2 separate regions of the Rattus norvegicus genome follow, and region 2 is linked to region 1. A link is a contact called in public Hi-C data. All regions are on one chromosome and are shown on one strand. Each heading gives the region's core, a stretch centred on a gene start, on an enhancer-like site or on the middle of the called end of the contact. The rest is flanking DNA. Distances are from core to core; before and after follow the strand shown. Region 1 overlaps Tln2 (talin 2). Region 2 holds the start of Tln2 (talin 2).

The links. Hi-C and Micro-C count contacts between places; a contact is called where the count stands out from the background.
Region 2: a contact with region 1 is called in a Hi-C map of the A7r5 cell line, with 2.5 times the contacts expected there. The contact joins the promoter of Tln2 here to the enhancer-like site in region 1. A contact is called at or near these places in 6 of 12 Hi-C or Micro-C datasets (the A7r5 cell line, hepatocytes, kidney and 3 more).

Annotation. Positions count from the first base shown.
Region 1 is chr8:77,016,804-77,021,625 of GRCr8, forward strand. All of the region lies in intron 2 of Tln2 (talin 2), which reads right to left. Among named protein-coding and RNA genes, the nearest start is that of Tln2, 110 kb to the right of the region's middle. Within about 2 kb of position 3,373, at least 3 of the 93 cell types and tissues checked have an H3K27ac peak or open chromatin away from gene starts, as enhancers often do.
Region 2 is chr8:77,131,419-77,136,268 of GRCr8, forward strand. Tln2 (talin 2) reads right to left here and starts at 1,943. Exons shown (of 59, transcript NM_001419941.1): 1 at 1,769-1,943.

The DNA of each region.
Region 1 (4,822 bases), core at 2,123-4,622:
CATTCCAATCTATGAGCCTCTGGGACTTATCAAACCACAAGCACACATTCCCTCACCCCTGGAAAACATGCTACTTAAGCCTAGGGAGTTATTACGGGGCACAGCTTCTTAACCTATGGGGTATGGATTGAGAAACACAATGTGGAACCCATGAAAAATCTGTCAAACGTGAAAGGTTTATATGAGATTGGAGAGGTAGATCAGCAGTTAATATCACTTGCTGCTATTTCGGAATACCAGAGTTCAGTTCCCAGCATCAGATGGCTTCCAACAACCTGTAACTCCAGCTCGAGAGGATCTTACATCCCCTTCACAGTAACCAACCATGATTCAAAATCAAACATAAAATGAGGACAGGGTGTCTCTGGCAGCACTTGGTTACATCGTAGCTTCATGACGACATTGGTTTTGAACATATCATACCCACATTGCACCAGGGGTGCCATCAACGCCGCCCAACATCAATGTACACTGCTAAAAGCTCCCTGGTTCAGATCAGAGACTACTGCCTGCAGTAAACTTCAGTGTGTTATTGTACATGTAAGGCTTTCTAGGTCCACAGGAACCTACACAGCAAATAAAGGTCTAATACTTTCACAGCACCACTCCTTGGTGTGTGTCAAACTGGTCTGCTCTGGATGAGCCCATGATAAAGCATTTGGGTTTTTAAATTGCTGTCTGAGTAGCTGACTTGAGTTCTATAAAATGTGCTAAGTGAATTTCAGTTTTGAATTAGGATAAAACTTCCAGCAATTTCTGAAAATACTTTAAACACACTTCTGCCATTTTGTACCTGGTATTTATGAAAATGAGCATCCTCAGTATGGGCGATTATAGAATCAAAATAGCAAGCAACTCTGAAAAGGTAGTGAAGATGTTCTCGGTCCCAACACATAAAATATTCAACAATTCTTTATGTGAAACCAAAGTAAACACAACCATCTCATTGTGCAAAGCTGCTTCCATCCAACTAAACATTAAAACCACACAAATAAAAAATAAAACAAGCTATTTGATAGTGTATCTTTTATACATCTACATTTCTTGAGTTAAAAGGGTTGTGAGTGGGAAATTTTAAGACCTGTAATTCATATGGAATCTTCTGAGAGATTCCCTCATACAATTATACATATTAATATATACATATATGCAAAACCTAACATGCAAAAAGTTGACATTTTACCAATGATAAGATGTAAATATCTGCCTGTATAAAATTATTTAGGAGCTGGAGAAATGACTCAAAGGTTAAGGGCACCGGCTGCTCGTGCAGAGGACGCAGGTTCAGTTCCCAGCTCAACCACACAGCAGCTCACAATCATCTGTAACTCTAATTTTCAGAGATCTGACACTTTCAGGCTTCCATGGGCATAGCATATATGTAGTATACAGACGTATAAGCAGGCAAAATGTGCATATAAAATAACAAATCATTTTTTTTAAAAAAAAGAAATTATGCAAGGAAAGAAAGTGCTGGTCCCTGTCTGTTTATTCTTCTTCTGGGAGACCAAATCAAAATAAAGTGTTACACTGAGCAGTAGCACACGCCTTTAATCCCAGCACTTGGGAGGCAGAGGCAGGTGGATCTCTGAGTTTAAGGCCAGCCTGATCAAAATACTGAGTTCCAGGACAGCCAGAGTTATACAAAGAGATCTTACCTCAATAATTAATTAATTAATTAATTAATTAATTAATTAAAATGAAGTGATCAGAGTACTGTAGAACATAGAACATTTCACATTAGGAACCCCATGTTTTGAGGATACCCCCGCTGATTCTTGAGTGGCTCACTTATCCAATGTCTCTTGCTCTTCTTGGAGATGCTCCCTACCACCCCACCCCCACACCCCACAGCCCCATCCAGTCAGATGCAGATTTCCATTCATTCTCATGGTTGACTGAGCTCTCAGGCATTCTAAGTACTTTGAATTAAACTACAAATCTGCTTTCCAGGTGTGATGTGCAGTTTTGGGCCCCTCACTTTAGAGTAACACATCCACATATCTTCTCTTAGAAGACAAGAGAGCGTCGCTGTGCCAGGAACAGCTTGTTGAAGACAGCTGTGCCTCCCCTGCCTGGTACTGCTTCATCCCTGGAAGACAACTCAATTGCTTACTAAGCGTGCCATATTTTATTATGCTTCAATTACACAGTTCCTCTGATCAGCCATGTTAGCATTTAATTACCATGCAATTAATTCAGGGCACTAACACAAAACTCATGGGCATTTCTGCTTTAGCCACAGAAATCATCAAACAGTTGACCCAAAGCCCACCCAATTTTACTCCTGCTCACCTGCATTCTGACTCACAAGAACTAGCCTGCTCTGTGCTTGAAAATTCTCCCTCATTCAGAACCACCAAAGACGACCAGCAGCTTGACAGGGGGAGGAGGGTAACTCAGGCATCAGCTGGATGGGGCATTAGCAGACTCTAATATTCTTTTTTTTTTTTTTTTTTTTTCGGAGCTGGGGTCCAAACCCAGGGCCTTGCGGCTGCTAGACAAGCACTCTACCACTGAGCTAAATCTCCAACCCCTAGACTCTAATATTCAAAATGGCAAACCTCACTCTTCAACAAATACAGTTTACATGGTCCTTATTTATACAAGCTGAAGAAAACAACCCCAAACCATTATTTCATTGAAAACATTCAACAACTAAAAACTAACAGGGATAACATCTTCCAGTTAAAAGCTAGCCTCTAAATACACTTATCTTTATAAAATCCTAGGACTAGAGAAATGTTTCAGCTGTTAAGAGCACTAGTACTCTTCCAGAGGACCTGGGTTCCGTTCTCAGCACCACACAGCAACTCACAGCTATCTGGAACTCCAGTCCCAGGAACCTAACTGCCTCTTCTGGCCGGCACAGACATCGTACACACATGGCACAAATATTCATGCAGGCAGAACACCCATACGCATAAAATAAAAATAAGCTGATTTGTTTTCATTTCCCTGGAACTAGGGAGATGGCCTTAGTGTGTCAGAGGAAATGTCCTGCCAGCATAAGGGCCTCAGTTCAGATTCCCAGGATCCACATAAAAAGCTAGCATAGATGAATGTGCCTATAACTCCCATGCTGGGGGGTGAAGGAGCACATGGAGCACGTGGACAGACGATATGCCGGCTGACTGCCGACCTAACTCCAGTTCAAGACTCTGACTTAAGGGAATAAGGCAAAGGAACAGTAAAACAGGACCTCCAGGCCCCTCCTCCACCTCTAACACATGTCCACACACCACACACACACACACACTCACACTTACATACACACCACACATGGTGGCACTCACATATACAGACATGAACATGTCAAAAAAAAAATGCAATCTGAGCTGGTGGAACGGCACAATAAGTAAAGGCATTTGCCAATAAGTCTTTCAACATGAGCCTGAGCCCTGAGTCCTACATGGCAGAGCGAGAAAACTAAGCTGTGCAAGTTGCTCTCTGATCTTAACGTGTATGCTACATATACACATAGACACACAGACACACACACACACTCACACACATACTCTATCCTTATTGTTCCGTTGTTTCATACCAACTCCCAGATCAGTGTCTGCAACATTCTGGACCAAACTGTTTCAGCTACCCCTTTAAATGTTATGTCTGTCCATTGCAGATTAGCAATTATCTTTAAGTCAAGAAGCAGACATATTTAATAATCTCCCATTACTAAATAACTAAACACTGTCCGATTCACACATGTTAAGAAGATGAATGCAAACACAAGCTTTAAAAAGGCAGTGTGGGGAGGGATGCCGGAGGTAGGCTGTGTACTTCCTTCACAAATTCTAGGAAGATTAAGACCCACTTGAGCACCACGATCCTCCTGCAAGATTTTTTGAAAAGCTGTGTCTTATAGTCTGTAGCAGGAATCGGCTGCTTTAACTGGGGCCCTCCTGTGTGACTTTCAACTCAAGTGGTTATTTATAACTGCAACGTCTGCTTTCCACTGTCAAAGTGTTGAGGCCCCGGGGAAGGTCACTTGAGAGTAGTGCTTGATTCCAACGCGTTGGCAGTGTAGGATTCCCCATCCTGGGGGGAGGGTGTACTTTCGCTCATAGCAATGTTCCAAGAACATGCCAAAGGGTCTTCTGAAAGGAGGGCTCTCATCTTTACTAGGTAAAGAGCAGTTTCTGGAGCTCTGAGGCCGGTATGCAAACGCTGGCTTTTGCCCTTAGGCACTTGCTCAATAAACATCTGCTGAGCCTTCCCTTTCTAGCTGCAGGACCATGGGAGTCTGCACTCTTCCCCAGTGCACTCAGGTTTCAATAGAAATGGGAAAAGCCTGGCACGAAGGCCTGGACACACATTCCTACCACATACAAACGGCACACACATACAAAGAAAGGACAGGAAGGTGCCTTCCTCTTGGGACAGCCTACTTAGCTGGGTTTGTGCGCTGCGCTTTAGAAAAGGAAACAAGAGACTGCATCTCAGGAATGAATAGCCATTTCCACCACGCACATCCCATCAGGGGCAGATCTTCATGGTTCTTGCTCAGAACTGAAAAAGCCAATGCTTACTAGGCATCTATCTCATGAAAATAGTGACTGCACCACCATCCTAGATGGGACACTGACTTTGTCATCATGTGATGAGCTTCAAGGTATGGAGTATGCCAAGTTCAAGTTACCTGAAAGTCAGCCACCCCTTCATCCCCACTCCTCACCTACAGAGAGACATGGCAGACCCAGACGGTTACAGAATAAGCCATGGAGACCTTCTTTGACCCTTCCACCACACTGAATATGATCTCTTTAGTTTGGTCCCTGCATAGACACAAATGAATCAAGAATAGGATAGGAGAGAA
Region 2 (4,850 bases), core at 693-3,192, 110 kb after region 1:
GGTCCACTTCTAAAAAGTCACTACATCCGGGAGCTAGAACATAGAAAATGGTAATTCCCTCGACCAGGAGCTATCAGAATCAAAACTGGCACTAGGCGTACCACGGTGCTCTTAATTACGTGTTCCAGGGAGCGCTTCCTCAGGACACCATGCTACTATTCTTTGTGTCCCCCTACAACCCCAAACACCAGCTCACTCCTCTTCCCATTCTCTGGAAATTACCCGTACTTAGTTTTCATTAGCACTGCCTTCTCTCCTTCCATCTCTGCTCCATCAACAGCATCAAGAAAACAAGTTCTCTCGCGAGTCACCTGAAGCCCCGACTTCGGGAAACGCCCCCCTTTCCTCCACCAGCCCCGCGCCAGAGAAAACCCGGCACACAGCCGCTAGTGCTACTACTTCTGTCGCTTCCACAAGCTAGGAGACGACAGGAGGCTTCAGGCTGATCCACATAAGCCAGGCCCTTGGCCCATCTACGAACCGACTCGCTTCCTCTCCAGCCTGGAGTGAGCTCCCGCGCCAGGTGGAGCACCCCGCGATCCCCAGTGCTGGGGGCTGGGGGTTACTGAAGAAAACGCTCAGCAACGTGCGCGGGCCAGGGAGAGGCGGTGCGCACAGCTCCGGCGGAGCGCTGGCAGCAGTAGCTTGGGGAAAAGAGGGGCGTGTGCTCAGCGCCAAACTGCCCCAAGTGCTATGACTCCCCTGCACTGTGACACCCGCGAGCCACGTGCATCGGTCCCCTGCACCGCTTTCCCCCACCCCCCACAGACCCAGCCTAGACCTGGGTGACGCGATGCAGTCCGCGCGCCCTTGTGGGGACATCCACCTTTTAGCTCGCCCCGGCGCGCAAACTTTCCCAACGACAATCGCTCAGGCTTTCCCGGGGGGCTTCGGAAAGTGGGCGCCCCCTTAGCCTCTGTAAAAACCCACTGAAAATATGGCGCCCTTGAACGTCGTTCCTTGGGCCCCGAAAAGCCAGGCTCCATATCCCTCCCGATCCCCGCCGGCGCGAAATCTCGGCTCCTGAGGGTCGGGGAAGGAGACTAGAGGCCGCCGCACTGGGTCCAAACCCTGCCCTCGCTCTCCGCCCCGCGCTATCCCTAAGCGGTCCTCGGCCGGCAGCTGGTTATGGGCAAGACAGCCAGGGAAAGGGGGAGTCCAGCAACCCGCAGGTCTCAGAGTCGGGGGCTAGGAGGCAGCCCGGAGTGTCTTCTCCACAAGCCGAGGCGGGAGACTTGTTTGCAAAGTGGCGCTTGAAGTAGGGGCAGCCAGTGTTGGAATGAAGCCGCTCTGCTCTCAGCCAACACAGTCGGCGCCGGGGTCACCGCCCGAGTCCAGGGGGCTCCTCGGTGCAGACCCGGCCGCTTTTCCGACCCCGTTACCGGAAACCCGAGGACTGAGCCCGAGAAGGGATCAGCTGCCTAAGGCTAGGGATCAGCTCTCGGACTCCGGCTGCAAGACTGTTTGCAAACCCCAGCACCCGGCTTGAGTGCAGCGAAACCTACATGTGCAATAGACAGGTGCATTCATTGCAATTTATTTTTCTTTTCTTGCAAAGAAGAAAAACAAACACCAAAAACCTAGGATAGGCAATGAAATCTAGAAGCTTGACAGGGTTTTTCTACATTGACATCACTTACGAGATGCAAACCCGAGAAGAAAACCACCCACATATTCCTTCTAGAGAGGGGAGGGAAAAGGCACTGAAAAATCCCTGCAGCGCGCATGCAGGCTGGAGAGCTGGGCAGCGCCACGCGCCGCGCCTTACCGCGGGGATGCAGCTACTGTCTCATTGCGGAGCGCCAGCCCCCGAGTGCAGCCAGCTCCGCTCACGCTGCGCCGCCGCCGCCGCTGCCGCCGCCGCCGCCGCTGCTGCTGGCTCCGGGCGCGGAACCGGAGCCGAGGGCGAGCGCGAGCGCACGGCCCGCGAGCGCCGGGAGGGCAGGAAGCGCGTCATCACTGGGGGACGGCGCGGCGGAGCTCTCCACCCGGCTCCTGGGTGTCCGCACCTCGGGCGCGGGATGGGGGCGCGCGCGGGGCTGTGGTGGGGTCCGCGTGCAAGAGGCGCAGAGGACACCCCCGACTGCCCCAGAATCTTGGCCCGGCTCTGAAGACCGATGAGGCGGCATGGAGACCAGGCGTCTGCTGGCATGAGGCCTCTGAGTCTTCTCAGCGTCCCTCCTGGACCACGGGCTGGGTCCTGGAGGTTACCAGGCGTGGATCCAGCCCTAAGGGTGGCAGAACGGATGCCAGTCATTTGAATTTAGGAAACCATTCTTCCAGAAAGATGGACAGCAAAGTGGGTGTGCCTATTGCACTAAATTTTTTTTTCGAGACAGCATCACACTAGGTAGACCAGGCTGGGCCCAAACTCAAATTAATCCGCCTCCTTCAGTACAGGGATTAAAGACCTGCCTCACCAAGACCCACTGTATGGGTGACTTGCTTCATACATACATTCATTCATTTGTGTATCTTTCTATCATACCCTGGAATTAAGTCACTTATGCATCCCCTGTATTTACATGTGCTGGGGGATGTTGGGATGGCAGGGTACAAAGTGAAAATTATCCTAGTTGCCACTGTGAAGGACACAGGAGAACAAATCACAAAGTCCGTTTCCTTTAAAATTATGATGTATAGAGAGACACAGAGAGGACAGATAGAATAAATTAACCAAGGTGTTCACCCTGTGTTCCAGTGGTTTGTGAAATTGTGGGGTTTTTTTCTCTTTCTGCTTGCTTCTAGTTTTATTTTTAACTTTTATAATTTTAAAAAATTAATACGAAAAGGCTTAGATGGTTATTTTTCCTCAGCCGGACACAGAGTGACCAGGATAGACTTGTCTTCCCAAGAAGTAGAGAACAAATCTCTTCAGCTCCTCAAATGCGACTATAGCAGCATTAGTGTCTCTCAGCTTGAAATTGTGGTCACTGTACATCCAAGAGTGAATCAACGTTGTAACTTGAAACTATCTTCAAGGAGTGCTTTGGGACCTTGAACAAGCCTGGCATAATGGAGAAACTAGACGAGACTCCTGAGGGGAGGGTGTCAAACGACTTTCTCAGGGGTCACATATCAGATATTTAAGACAGTGGCAAAATTGCAGGTATGAAATAGCAGCAAAAATAATTTTATGATTGGGATAAGGAGGTCACCAAAACGTGAGAAACTGTATTAAAGGGTCACAGCATTAGGAAGGTTGAGAAGCAAGGTCTTAAGAGTAAAACATTGTAACTTACTTCCTTTGCAGTAAATACACTTTATCCATCAGAATCCCCAATCAGAAAACAAATTACTGGGCTGTTTGAGGCAGTCCTAAAAGTTTCAGGACAGACTTTTCCCTGCCCCATGAATAAACATTCCTGTTTCCCAGATCCTTTTAGGCATTGGCTAGGTTAGCAGAATAGAGGTGGCAAGCTATCTCATGGATTTTGAAAGCAAATGTTTATTGATTTCATTAAGACCTGGTAAGAAGCTTGTCCTGGCTGGTTTTGGTGACAACTTGACACCAGCTGGACTTAACACAAAGAAAGGAGCCTCCCTTGAGGAAATGCCTCCATGAGATGCAGCTGTAAGGCATTTTCTCAATTAGTGATCAAGGATGGGAGGGCCCTTTGTGGGTGGTGCCATCCCTGGACTAGTGGTCTATAAGAAAGCAAGCTGAGGAAGCCAGGGGAAGTAAGTCGGTAAGTAACATCCCTCCATGGCTCCTGCATCAGCTCCTGCTTCCTGATCTGCTTGACTTCCAGTCCTGACTTCCTTTGGTGATGGACAGCAATGTGGAAGTGTAAGCTCAATAAACCCTTTCCTCCCCAACTTGCTTCTTGGTCATGCTGTTTTGTACAGGAATAGAAACCCTGATTAAGACAAAGCTCATTAAATTGATGCTTGCTAAGTTGCCTCTTAGTTTCCTGAAAATAACCTTTCTTTTTTTTTTTTTTTTTTTTTTTTTTGGAGTTCAAGATCCAGGTTTCCATAGGAAGAATGAGGGTAAACTGGTCACAATAAAGTCATTTCACCTGCCTCACACTTCTCAGGGCCCAGTAGCTTTCCATCAAAGCATCTTTTCTTTCTCTTCCAGACAGGGTTTCTCTGAGTAGTTCTGACTGTCCTGGAACTCGCTCTGCAGACCAGGCAGGCCTGGAACTCAGAGCTCCACCTGCCTCTGCCTCCAGAGAGCTGGGATCAAAGGCACGTGCCACCACTGCCAGCCCCATCAATTATCTCAAAACCAGTCAGTTTGCCTTTCCTCAAACCTGGATTTCTATGTGTAATACATTCTTCTCTAAGTATCTCTACACTTACCAGACCCTAGCAGCGAGTCAATAGGATAAGCTCGAGAGTAAGGAGCCTGTCTACATTCTTGCCTAAAAGCAGTTCACTACACAAGTGAATTCTTCTTCCATAAAGCTAGTCTCTCTGTATTACTTTAAAAAAAAAAAAGACCTTGTCTTACTGTGAAGGCTGGGCTGGCCTAGAACTCACTATGTAGAACAAACTGAACAAACTAGTGTTGAAATCCTACTCTTCCTGATTCAGTCTCCCAAGTCCTGGGATTCAGGCAAGCTCTACACACCCAGCAAAAACCAGTAAATTTTCTCCACTTAAAAAAGCAGGTGAGGTCTAAAGAGATAGGTCAGCAGTTAGAAACGCATCCTGCTTGCTAGTTCTCAAAGAAAACCCGAACAAGTCTCACTATACCTGTGTCTTCTCCCAGCATTTCTAACTCCACCCTCACCCCAAACTCTCCAGCTCAGGGGTTGGGGTCCCCTTCCCAAGCTTCTCTTTGCTGTAAAAGTCAGTCATTTTGGGCTCTCTTGATTTCCACCTGCCCTCTTGTCCTCTTT